Regions from separate parts of the Mus musculus genome. Here regions 2, 3, 4 and 5 are each linked to region 1. A link is a contact called in public ChIA-PET, Hi-C and promoter capture Hi-C data. All regions are on one chromosome and are shown on one strand. The core of a region is the stretch at or near the end of the contact, and the rest is flanking DNA. Distances in the headings are between cores, read along the strand shown. Region 1 holds the start of Lrrc8b (leucine rich repeat containing 8 family, member B). Region 2 holds the start of Zfp326 (zinc finger protein 326). Region 3 overlaps Lrrc8d (leucine rich repeat containing 8D). Region 4 holds the start of Gbp8 (guanylate-binding protein 8). Region 5 overlaps Lrrc8d (leucine rich repeat containing 8D).

Region 1 (2,606 bases), core at 67-2,566:
GCCTTTGGAGGCCAGAAGAGGGTGTCAGAACGTTTGGAGCTGGAGTTGTCGGCAGCTGTGAACAGAATTCTGGTCTTCTGCAAGAACAGTCTGTGCTCTTAGCTGTGGAGCCGTTAGTCCTCACAGTGTTTTCAATGTTTGCTTCAGACTCAATGCAACTGCCACTCAGAGTGAATTGGACAAGGACCGGGTATAGCAGTGACTTCCAGGGCAGTTCGGGCTGGAGTTCTGATATGACTGGTCGCTACTGGATACAGCGCAGTCTTCCACACCTTCGTAGTGTGTGGAGGTATTGGGTGCCCAACTGATCAGGTGACTCAAATGCTGTCTTCTTTTACTCCTCTGGGAGTGTTTTGTTACCTAGGGATGGGAACACCATAGCAACTAAGAGATACAAATCTTGCTGAATTGAATCCTTGTGCTAGAAATAACCTGGACAAAGACTGAGCTTAAAACAGAACAGGGAGGGTGTGGGGGAGTTAAAGATTCGAGGAGGAGGATAGAACTATTAAATAGCCCAGAGTTCTGAATTTGGATTAAATTTTTGCTTAACTTGCAAGGCACACTGTTACTCTTCAAATACAGGGCCATTAACAGGAGAAGAATGTGGATGGGGGACAGGTGACCATCCTCAATGAAATACTATTATGTGTACTCCCTCTATCTTGTCACCTCACGCTGAAGATAAAGACACTGGAAAGAAAAAGATGGTATTGGAGGCCCAGAAGCTGCTTAGTTTCTCCTCCTTCCCAGGGGCCCTACAACCTTTCCAGTCACTCGACTTAAAGAGCGTTAAAGGGACTTCACTAAGGCAGGCTCTGCGCGGCACACCCCACCCTTCCTGGTAGAGTAAGTTGTGTCAATAACAAGTTTCTCAGGGGTGCACACGTGAGAAGGCAGGGGTCTTCTGCTGGGGTGGAGCGCCTGGGGAACGGCCATAAGGCCCGGCTCCTGGGTTTCTGGAATGCAGCCCCAGCTCCTGGCGAGGCGTGTGGCTGCCATGCACCGCGGATGCCAGGCTGGGCGAGTGCATCCGGGCGGCCGCATGGCGTTGGCTCCGGGAGGTGGCAGCTGCGCTTTGTGTGCAGCAGGAGGGTGAGTCACCGGCCCCCGCGGTTCGTCCCAAGGCCGGGTGGACTCTCGGGCCGGGTGGCGGAGCGATCCGGGTAAGGGCGGCTCGGAGGCGGCGCTGCGCGTCCCCGGCTCCCGCCTGCGCAGCCTGCGCAGCCCGCGCGCTCCGCTCCTCCTCCGCGCGCGAACTTAGTCAGCGGTTCGCGCCGCCGCGCGCCCATTGGCCGGCCGCGCGCGCCGCGTCACAATGGAGCGGCTCCGGGGCGGCGAGCCGGGCAGCGCCGGGGCTTCCCGCTGAGCCGCAGCCGCCGGAGTGCGGGCGCCGGCCGCTCGGCTCGCCCCGGCCGGCCGGGCAGCGCGGGCCTGGGGGCTCCGACACGAAGGTAGGCGGGGACGGCGGGGGAAGGGGGAGCGCAGCAGCAGGTGGGGGCGGCAGGGCAGGTGCTGTTACCTGGCGGCGCCTCACCTGGGTCTCCCGCTGCGGGCAGGTGGCACAGTCACCTGCTAAGCCGCGGTCGCCCGGCTCCCACGCCCCCGGGGGAAGGAGGGCGCGGTCCCTTGCGGGCACCTCTCCTGGATGTTGGGGTCAGATGGGGCGAGAGGAGGGGGCGGCCGCGCCCAGGCGGTGCCTTCGTTGTCCCTACGGCTGAACACGCACCTGTGTATCCACCACCCCCCTCCCCGCCCCCGAAGGGAAAGGCCCTCCCTCTCCACCCTGGTCTCCCCTTAAGTGAAGGCGCTCGCTCGAGGGGGTCCACACCAGGTCCCCGCCGTTTGCCCCCTGCCCTGGAGCCTCCTGTCGACATTTTATGCTCTGGGGTATTTACTGGCCTACAGCTGTGATTTTAGCGTTTGAGCTGGAAGGGGTCAACTGATTTCCATTTAAAGACTCGGTGGTTCCTCCTCCTAGGTTGCAGGTGCTGACAGGTCAGAAGGAAGAGGCTCGGTAATCCGTGTCCTCAACTGACTTCCCAAAGTCCGTAGGTTGCTTATAGTCATGTGTTTGTGGAAGACTTTGATGTGTGGTTAGAAAAACTACCACTAGGATCCCTTTGCACCCCCACCCCAGAGGACAAACCTAAATTTAAAAGTCAATACCAGCGTATGGACTTCTTGAATACATTCTGGTCTTGTCTGAGAACTTAACAGGAAAAAACAAAACAAAACAAAACAAAAACAACTGCTATATAAAAATAAGAGAGAACGTTTAAAATATCGTAAATGTGAAACCAATTTAGATAATTTGTTCAGTGTCCGTTAAGAAATTAGAGACTGAGAGTGTAGCCCCAACAGGCTTAGCAAAGGCAAGGTTGGGGCTTCAGTGCCCTCCAAAGTACTACTACTGTTGCATATGACAATGATAATAGTAACAATAACTGCTTTCCAGGACATCTGTGTTTTTTGCCTAAATGTATGACTGAAGTATATATGGGAGAGTGTACTACAGTGTCAGTACACTCAAAATGAACAAATCCCGCTTCCTAAGAAGGCACAGTACTGTGTTCTGAGCTGCGGATGCCAATGTCACTTTTCTA
Region 2 (2,606 bases), core at 44-2,543, 460 kb after region 1:
GGCATCTCTCCAGCCCTGTATAAGCAAGAGTTTTGCAGGGAGACAGTGAGTATCCTAACTCAGGTAGTGGCCACGAAAATGGAAAGGGTGGGGCCGACCTAAGATATCTTAGGTGGGGTAAGCAGATACAAAAGTGTGTGGATTGGAAGTAGGAGGCTGAAAGAGCGGTGAGCTAGTCTCGAGTGGACTGGACCGAGTCAGCCTTCTGGCTGGGATTAGTGGGCGGTTTGCTCACCGCCCCGTGAACAGCCAAGAGAATACACGAGGATAAGCAGGTCTGAGAAGGGAAATTGTGAGTTCAGCTTTCAGCCCAGGTGAACAGAAAACATGTGTGGGAGGGGAGAAGAGAAGGAATTGGGAAAGGGTGGAGAACAGGATGAGTCAGGGAGGGTGGAGGAGGAAGAGATGAGCAGGAGGACACAAAGCCGTGCCCAGATTTGGGGCTACTGTGGTATACCTCCCTGTGCTTCCAGTTTTATTTCCGGCTTCCTCCGAACTGAGTCTAGCAAATTGAGTGCAAAGAATTGATGTCTGGCTTCCTATCTAGGTAACCAATTTGTTGTTAATGCCATTTGCTCTGTGAGGACAGAGAGAAAATTATTTAAAACTGTGGTTCAAGTCCACAAGAGTCTTCCCATAGTGTTCCTGAGTGAATACCTTTGCATCTGCTCCAACACAATTTTAAAAGTGGAATAATCTCTTCCTCCCCCTCCCTCCCTCTCCCCTTCGAGCTGAACGGTGGACTACTTTCTTCCTGCCAAATCTTTCCCATCTGTGAACTTTCACAGTTGCTTTACTACCTTCAACCCAGCAGTGGCTAGCAGCCTGTCTTGGGATAGTCTTATGATCCTGTCCTATTTGGCAATCAGGGTTCCTGTGCACGCCCCACACTTCTGTGTGTCAGAGGAAGGAACTCCATAAGTAGTGAAAAAAATCTCTCCTCCTCACTCCTTCAGCCAACAGTAGCCAAAGGTCGCCATGTCATTTAATGAGTTTCTGCAAGAGAAAGGCACTCCCTCCTGGACCCGGTTGCTCTTGCCAGGCTCCAACATGGCCGGCCAACCGGAGTCCTTCCAGAACATCCCTCTCCAGCCTTCCGCACTCCCGTTTCACCTTCCGTCCCCCGCGATCCCCAGGGTCAGGACCCAGGAGCCTGACAACTGCCTCGCTTCCCGCCCCCCTCGCGAGACCCGCCCACCACCCCGCGTCGGCCAATCGGAGGCGGTGCTGCGACGACTGGCAGGCCCGCCCGACCCCGCCCCCAGCCTCGCTGTGGCCTGCGGCTTCCCGGCTAGTAGCGCCGCTGTCGGTCGCGCGGGCCGGTCGTGTGGACACTGCCGTATCGCGGGCTCTTGCCGCGGGCCACAGCGAGCGCAGCGCGGAGACCGTCAGCCCCGCGGCGTCGAGCATGGACTTCGAGGACGGTGAGCGGCGCGCGGGGCGGGCCGCCGTGGCGGGCGGGCGGGAGGGAGGGCGGCGGGCGGCCTGCGCCGGGGGTCTGTTTACCGCCTCAAGATGGCCGTGTGGCTTTGTTCTGTGGGCCGCGCAGCGACCGCGGGCCCGGCCCGGAGCCCTGTGGTCCGGGAGCCCCACGTGGGGGTGCGGCCGGCCCGGGGCCCTGCTGTCTAGGGGGTCGGCCTAGCTGCGAGCCTCGGGGCCTCGTCCGCGGCCGCCTGCAACTTCCTGGCCTCGCCGAGCGGCGACCGGGCCCACGGGGCCCACGGGGCCCTCGGGGCAGCGACCCGGTGGCGGGTGGAGCCGGTCCTCACCGTGTCGCCCCGGGCTCTGGAATCTTGCTCGACACAGGCTGCCTCGGGCTCGTGCGATGCTTCTCCGTGTGAGAGGAGTATAAAGGGCGTCTCTAGGCGTTCCATCGAGATGGGCTTCGGTTCCCCCAGAACCAGAATCTGCAAGTTATTACCACGTAGCCGACCGAGCTGTCTAATATCTCACCCAGGTTACCTGCTAGTGAATACCGCGTCTGAAACAGCTCCGTGACCCAGTGCATTATCATTATTATTTTTGTTTTTAGGGGTGGTAGTGGTGGGGCTTGTGTATGAATGCTACCTAAGTTAGAATTCTGGCACAGCAAGCCCCAGATGCCCTTCACGTTCAGCTAGATCGGTGCACAGCAGCCCGTGTTGGACTTGCTGGTTAAATAAACCGAATTGTAACGTTGCTTTTCAGCTTTCCCTGGCCGTGAAGTACAGTTAATTTGGTATCTTCAAACCTTGCTCAACTTTTATAGGAATCAGTGTCAAGATAAAGTGATCAACAGTAGTGATAGTGTTAGGGAGCCGAGGAACAGTTTGTAGGATTAAACTGGGTGTAATCTCGAGGAACTAGGTATTTCTAAATAAAACCGGTTCATTTCTTGTGAAGGAAGCCTCTGCCTCCACCAGAAATGGGCTTTGACATTGAATGAGGTGTGCTTTTTTGGCGTAGGTCGTATTGCATGAGCTTTTGATTTTTGATTTGCTACAAGAGGTTGAGGCTGTCAAGTGTAAATATAGGAAAAAGAATCACCCTTTTCGGAGTACTTTTCGGTTGCTTTGAAATATAGTTCAGCTCTTCAGGATAGCATACCGTCCTGCTTGTGCTTCGGG
Region 3 (2,606 bases), core at 79-2,578, 380 kb after region 1:
TACCTGGGCCTTATCTGCCACCCCTGCAGTGGCCAAGGGGGACCTGGCATGTCAGAACGGCAAGGACAGATGTGACACCTTAGAAGTGTGACTTAAATAGAAAGCACTTGTTTTTATTATTGGAAGACCTGTGTGTGCATCTCAGCACACTTCTGTTGCAGGACGAATTCTCCCTTCACACTGATGTCACAGGGAACTTGCAGGGTTTAAGGCTGAAATAAGATAATGACCTGCACTGTACTGACTGTTGTTAGCCTTGTGGGTCATCTTCCACCCATAGCTACCTTTTTCATATATTGAAGTTTTAAATAACTCATTCTAAAGGAATGGTAGTTTGAAATGTTAGGTTGTGAGACAGGAAGAATTTGTGGAGAGTGTCACGATGCCTGTAGATTCCTCTCTGCTTCAGAAAGCAGCAGCCCCTACCTCACATCCTCTCCTCCCGTGGCACATAAAACATCAGGGAGAAACTTTGTGTGGGATCAGAATCCCATGTCCATGTGCTAAATCGTTGGTGATATTTGTGTTAAGAACTCATCACTCACGGGCTGGAGAGGTGTCTTGAGCGGTTTGGTTTTCCAGAGGACATGGGTTCAGGTCTCAGCATCCTTGTGATAGCTCACAACTGTCAGTAACAGAGTTCTAAGCAAGCGAATGGCTTCTCCTCACCTCTGCAGGTAATAGTCCTGTACCTAGTACATAGATACACATGCAGACGAAATACTCATACACATTTAGATGGATGGGTAGATGGATGGATAGATAACAGCATTTCCTGGATGTTTTTTTGACTATCTTCCCAAGAATTTGGTGGAGAGTGGTAAACTATCCACTCTCAAATAAGACCAAGCAAATTATTAAGCTTCCCTTTCACCATGGTTTTGCACATCTGTCTTGAATATCAACTGTAAAAAAGATAGAAGAGAGGAGGTATGAACCCCAGTCCACATTCAGAACCAATGAGGACAAGGATCAGCTGATTGTTAGCCACATCCCCTACTCCCCCCCCCCCCCCCCCGGCCATTTTAAACACTGATGCTACTTCCTATAGACTGGACCTTGTGGACTTAAGTACTCTTTCCCTGTCTCAGCGGGGCAGCAGAAACTGGCAGGCTACCAACAGGGAGAGCCACCTACAACCCTCAGGCAACACAAAGTCCACAGGCAGGGAGGGCCTCCATAGCCCTGCCTAGTTAGTGAAGAGAGTGGGCAGAGAAGCAGCGGTGGATTCCTTCAGGGATACCCCTCAGGTCTCTCTCCTAGGGGAGCGCAGAGCCCTGTTAAGTCCCGCTCGCAGATTCAGCCAGGGCTGGAAGCTTCCTAGTCACAGACCTCTCCTCCCCGGATGTTTACACTGCCATGTTCCAAGCCCCTTTTAATAATTAATCCCTGTGTGACTAAACCACGAGAGGAAAGATTGCTTTTCATAAAAGGCTTAGATTGTTCTGCTGGTGGGCATCTGTAGGTGACCACGGCAGCCCAGAGGTGAATTTTACATTAAACACACGCAGAGTAAATTGCATGGCGGCCGGCAGCCAGGAGCAAGCTCATCCCGGCTGCTGAAAAGCATAGACATCAGCTGCTGTCATCGCCCAGGCCAGTTCATGACGCCCGCCCGGCATTGCTGACAGCTCAGCTTTGGAAGTTACTGTGTGTAACCACACAGACCCCTCACCCCCACCTCCGCTGTTCTTGGCATCCGAGTCCTGTCTCAGGACCACAGTCTGACAGGACAGCCACTGGCTGGGTATCTGCCTGGGCTTTTGGCTGATGTTCTCTGCCAAACCTTGGTAGCTAGCTGCTTGCTACCCAGGACCAAGGGCTGACTCTCATGAGGAAAACCTGTCTGTGTATTGTGCCAGGTTGCGCTACTTGCTGTCTTCAGATGGGCTCTGGGTTTAGACCAGTCTGTGCACAAGCATCTGTAGCAGGCACTTGGGTAGAGCTCCCCCCAGTTCAGGGTCAAAGCCCCAGCCTGCTGAGTCATCTCGGTTCTGCCTAACTGGCTAGGACTTCCAGCTTAGCCTTTCCTGCCCGAGCCTTCTACCTGTCAACAGCTCTTTTGTGCAGATCTGTGGGGGTTCAAGTGGACAGGGAGCAGGTTTGAGGGAAGCCCTGCTCGGCTGAACTCGGGTGTTGTGTTACAAGAAACACCCTGTGAGTAACCCACACCTCCAGCCCAACCTGCCAGCATCTGCTCAGGTGGAAAGGCTGCCGTGACCTAGCCTTGGGAACACAAAGGGTCTCCAAGGCCTCCCATCCATCCTGCAGGTGCCAGCCTTCCTGTCTGCCACTCTGCTCTGAGGCCAGAGAGCCAGCAACAGCTTTTTTTTTTTTTTTACCACTTTGGTTCCTAATCGCCAGGGATGAACTGAGCCAGAAGAATAAATACAGAAGAGCAGACACGTACAGCTTAAGCCTTTGTTTCAGAACTTGAAAACAAAACATGTTCAGGCCAAAGACATCTTTACCCCTTCCCTGTTTGCCTCGGCCTCATGTAACTCCCTTCTTGAATTACACCGCTTTGTTAAAAACATTTCTGATTTCCCCAGACCTTTCCACCCGCCTCTCTCCCTCCCTCCAAGGGATTTAGTTTTTTCCAGGTT
Region 4 (2,606 bases), core at 74-2,573, 360 kb before region 1:
AAATTAATTGCTTAGTTTTGCTGATGTTTGCATCAGCACGGACTAGGTTATTTTAAGAGCTACATGATATTGTTCCTCAATAATTCTTCAGACCCTGTGACAAACATTGAGGAAGTCCCAATCAAACCACAAGGCATCACTTCATACTCATCAGGATAGCTACCACACAATGCAAAAATGAATACATGTCACCTGGAATTTAAACAACTCAGGTGTCTGTACTCTGCAGCTAAAAACACAGAATATTCCCTCAGGGAAAACAGTCATGGCTTCTGAGAAAATGAATAGTTTCATATGATCTAACAACTCTTATTTGATTACAACACAAACAAACTAGCAAACAAGGACTTGGATGGACCTTTGATCTGTGTTGTTCATCGCAGTTGTGTTTACAATACCCACAATGTGGAAACAGCCCAGTCTCCCATCAACAGATCACCAATAGATGCATACATTAACACAGTCTGATAGCACACACAATAGAATATTCTTCAGCCAGAGAAGGGAATACAATTAATTACTTTACCCAACTTCATAGACCTTCATAGACTTAAAGCCAGCCACAGACCCCTGCAGGCCAGACAACACATAACCTGCCTCCCCTGCCCTCAGTCCCAGATAAGCAAGAGGACATTATGCCAAGGGCAGAGAATGTGTACAATCCCCAGAAGTCACTTGATTCCACAAGACAGTCTCTCTGCAGCTTAGACCCATTAATGAGATAAGAAGAGCAGCCCAAACAAAATGCATAGAGCCCATGGGATCTCTATATCTCCCCCACCCCCTCCAAAAAAAGAAAACAAAACAAAACAAAAACTAAATATCAAGAGACAACTTTGCTATCTACTTACTAAACTTAATAAAAAGTACGTCAGGAAGAAACTAAGTTTATGTCCAAATAGATGTTTGCCAAGCCCTTTTGCTGAATTTTCTTCACAAGGTTCCTCCACAGAAAGACATTCATCTGGCTGTGAACCAGGGCAGGAGCTGTAGCTGTGGTCCCAGCTGAGGCAGGACCAGGGCTCTTCCCACAGCTTCACCAACAGAGCAGGGCAGCCAGGAGTGTCAGGCTGCCACTTTGTATCTGTCCTTTGTCAGAGGAAAGAAACTCACCTCCTAGACCTAAAGCCAGCCACAGCCCCCTGCAGACCAGAGAGCACAGAACCCGCCTCCCTTCCCCCTCCCTCAGTTGCCACTTTGACTTGGAAATCAAGCTGGGGTCCAGACTAAGTTGCTCCTTAAAGAAAGGAAAAGTAAATATACCTGGTCCCACAGCACAGGTCCAAGTGCAGTTCTCAGCTGCTGCTGCCTCCTCAGGCTCACTTCTGCTCTCCTCACTTCCTGCTCTCTTTGCTCCTCCTTTATGTGAGCTGACCACACACACACACACACACACACACACACACACACACACACACACACACACACACTCACACAGGCAGCAGCAAAAACAAAATTGAAAGTAAAGTAAACCAAGGCATTGTTAACTTGCCCAAGACTGGAAGGGGAGGTCAGAGGATGCTTAGTGTCAGAAAAAGCCAGTGAGAAACTGTGTTGCAGCCAAGGGACAGCAGGCCTCCACTGTGGAAAGAGTTTACATTCTCTTTCTTTGGAACCCATCTCCAGTTTCCTCCAGCCTTCTAGGCACAGATAAAGCACAGTAAACCCAGGGCCCCATCAGTGGAAATGACACAATCTGGGAGGATTGCAAGTGTGCTTCTCTCAGGGGAAATTCCAGGTGCTTCTTGAGCGAAGAGCTTTAATGTTTTAAACCTGTGTTTTCTAAAACAGGAACCATCACTGTTGCCATTTCTTCTGGACTCTGCCCCACAGTTACCTGGCAACAGCCAGGTGGACATGACTCACTATAAAAAGGGCTGCTTGTCCACTCTGCCCCCCCCCCCTCAATCTCTCTCCCTGAAATCTTCCTCTCTTCCTTTCTTACCCTCTTTCTTCTCCATTCCTCTCCCTGCTTCCTCCCTTCCTTTTTCTCTGTCTCTACTACCCTCTCAAATCCCCTCTTCATGTCTAAAATAAACTCTATTCTATACTATACAATTGTGTGGCTGGTACTTCAGGAGGACAGGATTCCTCAGCATGTGCCCTCTGAGACACCACCTACCACCTCAACATACCACGCCTCCACCACACATATCCCTGGCTTCTTTTTCTTTTTCAGAAAACACAACAGTTGATCTAAAAACTGATTTTAAAGAAGTAATTAAAGAATAGTAAGTAGGAGTTGTGTTCAGGGTAGAAGCTAAGAAAACTCACTTCTGAGATGGAAGCTTAAAAATGAAAGCTTTATTTTCTGAGCCCTTAGGAAGGCAGCCAGTTTGGGATCTGAACTTTGTCTCTGATGGGAGATTGAACACCATTTGTAAAGGATGAAACACAAAGCGGGGGGGGGGGGGGCAGGGAGCTGCAGAGCGATCCATTGTGATTTCACAGGAAGGATTAAACAAGGGAGTACCCCTCAGAGACTGGGCCATATCCAGGCACCTAGCTTCAGGGTCCTTAATTTACTCTCCTAGACATTTGGTGCAGAACTCAGAGTGATAAAGGGACAAAGGAGCAGGTCAGCAGCATGGAGGTAAACTGGTACC
Region 5 (2,606 bases), core at 43-2,542, 340 kb after region 1:
CACAGCATCTATTTATGCAAAGAAAAAATTACTGTTTTTCTTCTTTAAGTTCTCCTTGAGTCTCAGAATTACAACTTAAGATAACGAAGTCCTTTGAGAATTCTTGAAGGAGATAAACTGTGAGCCAGTTTATAAGAATTGGAAGACGGGAGGGGAGAGGCGGCCACCACCCAGCCACCACAGGTCTGGGAACTGACCGTTGGCAGGCCATGAGTTGAGGAGAAGGGGTTCGGTAACCTGTCATCTTCAGGAGCCTCCTCCTTTGTAGCCCTGGAGTGTGGTTGATCCAGCTGCTGACACTCCATTGGAGAAAACTTCCTATGCCTTTGTCAGCAGGTATTGATTGCAAACAGTTTATTGGTTAGGGGTAGGGTGTCATGTCCACTTGCCCCTCTTAGTGCAGGTCTTTTGTGTGATGCCACGGCCTCTGTGTGACGTGCCCTATTGGGTTTGGAAAGTACTGTGTCCTTGGTGGCACCCGCCACCTCCTGTTCTTACGGTCTCTATGCCTCCTCTTCCACGTAGATCGCTGGTAACAGTAACTAGGTGCTGGTAGCAGTAACTAGGTGCTGGTAACAGTAACTAGAACTAATGGTTTCATTCTGATTGTGCACTGGGCATTGTGCTAAGTGGTTTGTATTGTTGTTTGCTTGGCACTAATTCGTAATTCAGTGAAGCTGTTATTACATTAGAGCCACATTCCTGAAACAGAAACTGAGTCTAACCTCTCAGATCCAACAGTTTGTCTGTATCATACACTCCATGGATACAGCACTTGAACCTTTTCCAGACAAGTGTGTGGAACCTCTTAGTACCAAGATCCTCTTGCCTCTGCCTCCTGAGTGCTGGGACTAAAGGTGTGTGCCTTCACACCAGGTTAAAACTGAGTAATTTCTTTAGGACCCTCTACCTTCAACGTAGGCATCGAATGTGACGTGGTTTGTGAATTGTACTCCAAAAGCGACTTCAGGGATGAAAAGCTTGGTGATGCAGCACCGAGGTGGGGGCCCGAGGAAGCCAGTCTCCAGCTGTTCCATTCATGCCGCAGGTCACAGTTATGTAAGCTGTTTACCGTGCGGCCCAGCGAAGGCAGGTTCATTAGCCGCTGGCGGGGATGGACCCCAAGCGTTGGGCGTGATGGTTATCTTCGGTCTCTCCTCGCAGATGTCTCATGTTTACCGAGTGAAATTATCTTGTGTCTATCTAGGGTTAAATGTCACAGGCTCATGGATAACATGGTGCAACAGAGTTTGTCTTTTGCACTGTGCCGGAGAGACCGGGTACATGGTTACCTGGAGTTTAACTGCTGTCATTAATCATTAATTGGAGCACTTTTCTTGCTAAGCGCCCGCACAGAGCAGTCTTTTTTAGGTTTCAGATTTTTTTTTTCTAATAACTTGCTATGGGGATGGCTTTGAACTCATGCTCCTAACTTGTCTTATCTTCCCAGAGCTGCAACAGTGATAGGCACGTGCCCTGGTTACCCCAGCCACAGTGGTCTTCTCACAGTGGTCTTCTGTGATCCAAGTACTGGGAGAATGCTACCTTCCTGCTTTGTGTGTGTGTGTGTGTGTGTGTGTGTGTTTCAAAACTTAAAATGTATTAGAATGCAAAGCTTAGGAATTAATGTTTGTATCTAGTTTAATTTACATAGAGCATAACAACTCTTAGATTTCTGATGACAGTAGTTGGGTTTTGGGGTTTTGCATGTTTTTTTGTTTTGTTTTGGGGGGCTTTCTGTTTGCTTTGTTTGTCCTCCCCCCCCCCCCCCCCCCAGTAAACTCTTGTTTCTGGTCCTTACAGGCCTATCTACCAGAAGACTTTAACTGTCATCTCAGACTAATATATATGCCTAACCTTAAGTCTTAAACTTAGTGCTTTACAGTAGAAGATGTTGACAGGCAGATTCTGTTGACAATCTTTGAACCTTTGTGCCTGTGTATACTGGCTTCTTTTCCCGATGCTATCCCAAAAGAGCTGCCAGAAGCAAGTTAGAGAGGGAAGGGTTTGGCTTGTGGTTTAAGAGGACATGTGGTGTGGAAGGCTTGGAGCTAGGACCTCACGTGAGGTGGCGGGCTACGCCTGTCTGCAGTCAGGAAGCAGAGGAAAGTGAACCTGCTGCCCTGCTCTGCTCACAGTGGAGTCCGTCTGGGACTCCGGCCAGCTCACGGGCACACCGGAGTTGTCTCCTAGGTAGCTCTAAATCCCACCAACACGACAGGCAGGATTAACCCTCACACTGTGGTTTGGCACCGATGATAAATATACTTATTTTAATACCAGGGTTAGAGATGGGCTCAGCTGTTAAGAGCGTTGGCTGCTCTTCCCGAGGCAGTTAGTTTGCCATACCTACACAGCATCTGTGTTTCCAGTTCCAGGTGGTCCAGTGCCCTCTTTTGACCTCCCGGAGCACCAGCCACACATGTAGCACATAGACACAGATGTGTGAAAATCCCCCACACACATACAAGAAATAAATACAACTTTGAAGAATACCTCCATACCTTGTCTCCGCTATGGTAAGATTCCGTTGACCATTCTAGGAACAGTTCTTTACCTTCTCACCGTCGTTTGGGTCAGTGCCTTCGTGGCTGAGTTTTTCGTTT

What was found. Promoter capture Hi-C pulls out the DNA fragments that hold promoters and counts their contacts. A called contact is a pair of places that touch in the nucleus more often than the background predicts. ChIA-PET counts read pairs in DNA pulled down with a chosen protein or histone mark. Capture Hi-C pulls out chosen DNA fragments and counts their contacts.
Region 2: a contact with region 1 is called in a promoter capture Hi-C map of adipose tissue. The contact joins the promoter of Zfp326 here to the promoter of Lrrc8b in region 1. A contact is called at or near these places in 28 of 39 promoter capture datasets (the 3T3-L1 cell line, 3T3-L1-derived adipocytes, the C10 cell line and 16 more), 12 of 15 datasets of contacts at CTCF or cohesin (CD8 T cells, the G1E-ER4 cell line, the NIH/3T3 cell line and 6 more), 191 of 484 Hi-C or Micro-C datasets (the 3T3-L1 cell line, 3T3-L1-derived adipocytes, the 63-12 cell line and 94 more), 47 of 115 datasets of contacts at active chromatin or transcription factors (the 230-238 cell line, the HPC-7 cell line, the SCID.adh cell line and 32 more) and 5 of 9 other capture datasets (adipose tissue, embryonic stem cells, liver and 2 more).
Region 3: a contact with region 1 is called in a Hi-C map of muscle stem cells, with 3 times the contacts expected there. The contact joins the enhancer-like site here to the promoter of Lrrc8b in region 1. A contact is called at or near these places in 4 of 39 promoter capture datasets (the 3T3-L1 cell line, cranial neural crest, hippocampal neurons and 1 more), 1 of 15 datasets of contacts at CTCF or cohesin (the NIH/3T3 cell line), 3 of 484 Hi-C or Micro-C datasets (3T3-L1-derived adipocytes, muscle stem cells and myocytes), 9 of 115 datasets of contacts at active chromatin or transcription factors (astrocytes, bone marrow-derived macrophages, double positive thymocytes and 6 more) and 3 of 9 other capture datasets (adipose tissue, embryonic stem cells and liver).
Region 4: an RNA polymerase II ChIA-PET map of memory CD8 T cells shows a contact between it and region 1, with 11 read pairs. The contact joins the promoter of Gbp8 here to the promoter of Lrrc8b in region 1. A contact is called at or near these places in 2 of 39 promoter capture datasets (embryonic stem cells and liver) and 1 of 115 datasets of contacts at active chromatin or transcription factors (memory CD8 T cells).
Region 5: a promoter capture Hi-C map of liver shows a contact between it and region 1, with 2.3 times the contacts expected there. The contact joins the enhancer-like site here to the promoter of Lrrc8b in region 1. A contact is called at or near these places in 11 of 39 promoter capture datasets (the 3T3-L1 cell line, the C10 cell line, the HPC-7 cell line and 5 more), 1 of 15 datasets of contacts at CTCF or cohesin (large pre-B cells), 6 of 115 datasets of contacts at active chromatin or transcription factors (astrocytes, bone marrow-derived macrophages, embryonic basal ganglia and 3 more) and 2 of 9 other capture datasets (adipose tissue and liver).

The regions. Positions count from the first base shown.
Region 1 is chr5:105,414,459-105,417,064 of GRCm38.p6, forward strand. Lrrc8b (leucine rich repeat containing 8 family, member B) reads left to right here and starts at 1,317. Exons shown (of 5, transcript NM_001033550.3): 1 at 1,317-1,454. 4930542N06Rik (a long non-coding RNA gene) reads right to left here and starts at 718. Exons shown (of 2, transcript XR_389449.3): 1 at 1-718.
Region 2 is chr5:105,875,275-105,877,880 of GRCm38.p6, forward strand. Zfp326 (zinc finger protein 326) reads left to right here and starts at 1,294. Exons shown (of 12, transcript NM_018759.2): 1 at 1,294-1,424. The coding sequence starts at 1,409.
Region 3 is chr5:105,791,308-105,793,913 of GRCm38.p6, forward strand. The region is part of intron 2 of Lrrc8d (leucine rich repeat containing 8D); the gene reads left to right. Among named protein-coding and RNA genes, the nearest start is that of Zfp326, 84 kb to the right of the region's middle. Within about 2 kb of position 1,329, at least 174 of the 459 cell types and tissues checked have an H3K27ac peak or open chromatin away from gene starts, as enhancers often do. A contact at or near this core is called in the NIH/3T3 cell line, adipose tissue, astrocytes and 4 more, where this site is marked.
Region 4 is chr5:105,052,238-105,054,843 of GRCm38.p6, forward strand. Gbp8 (guanylate-binding protein 8) reads right to left here and starts at 1,324. Exons shown (of 10, transcript NM_029509.4): 1 at 1,264-1,324.
Region 5 is chr5:105,757,014-105,759,619 of GRCm38.p6, forward strand. All of the region lies in intron 2 of Lrrc8d (leucine rich repeat containing 8D), which reads left to right. Among named protein-coding and RNA genes, the nearest start is that of Gm42166, 54 kb to the left of the region's middle. Within about 2 kb of position 1,293, at least 14 of the 459 cell types and tissues checked have an H3K27ac peak or open chromatin away from gene starts, as enhancers often do. A contact at or near this core is called in liver, where this site is marked.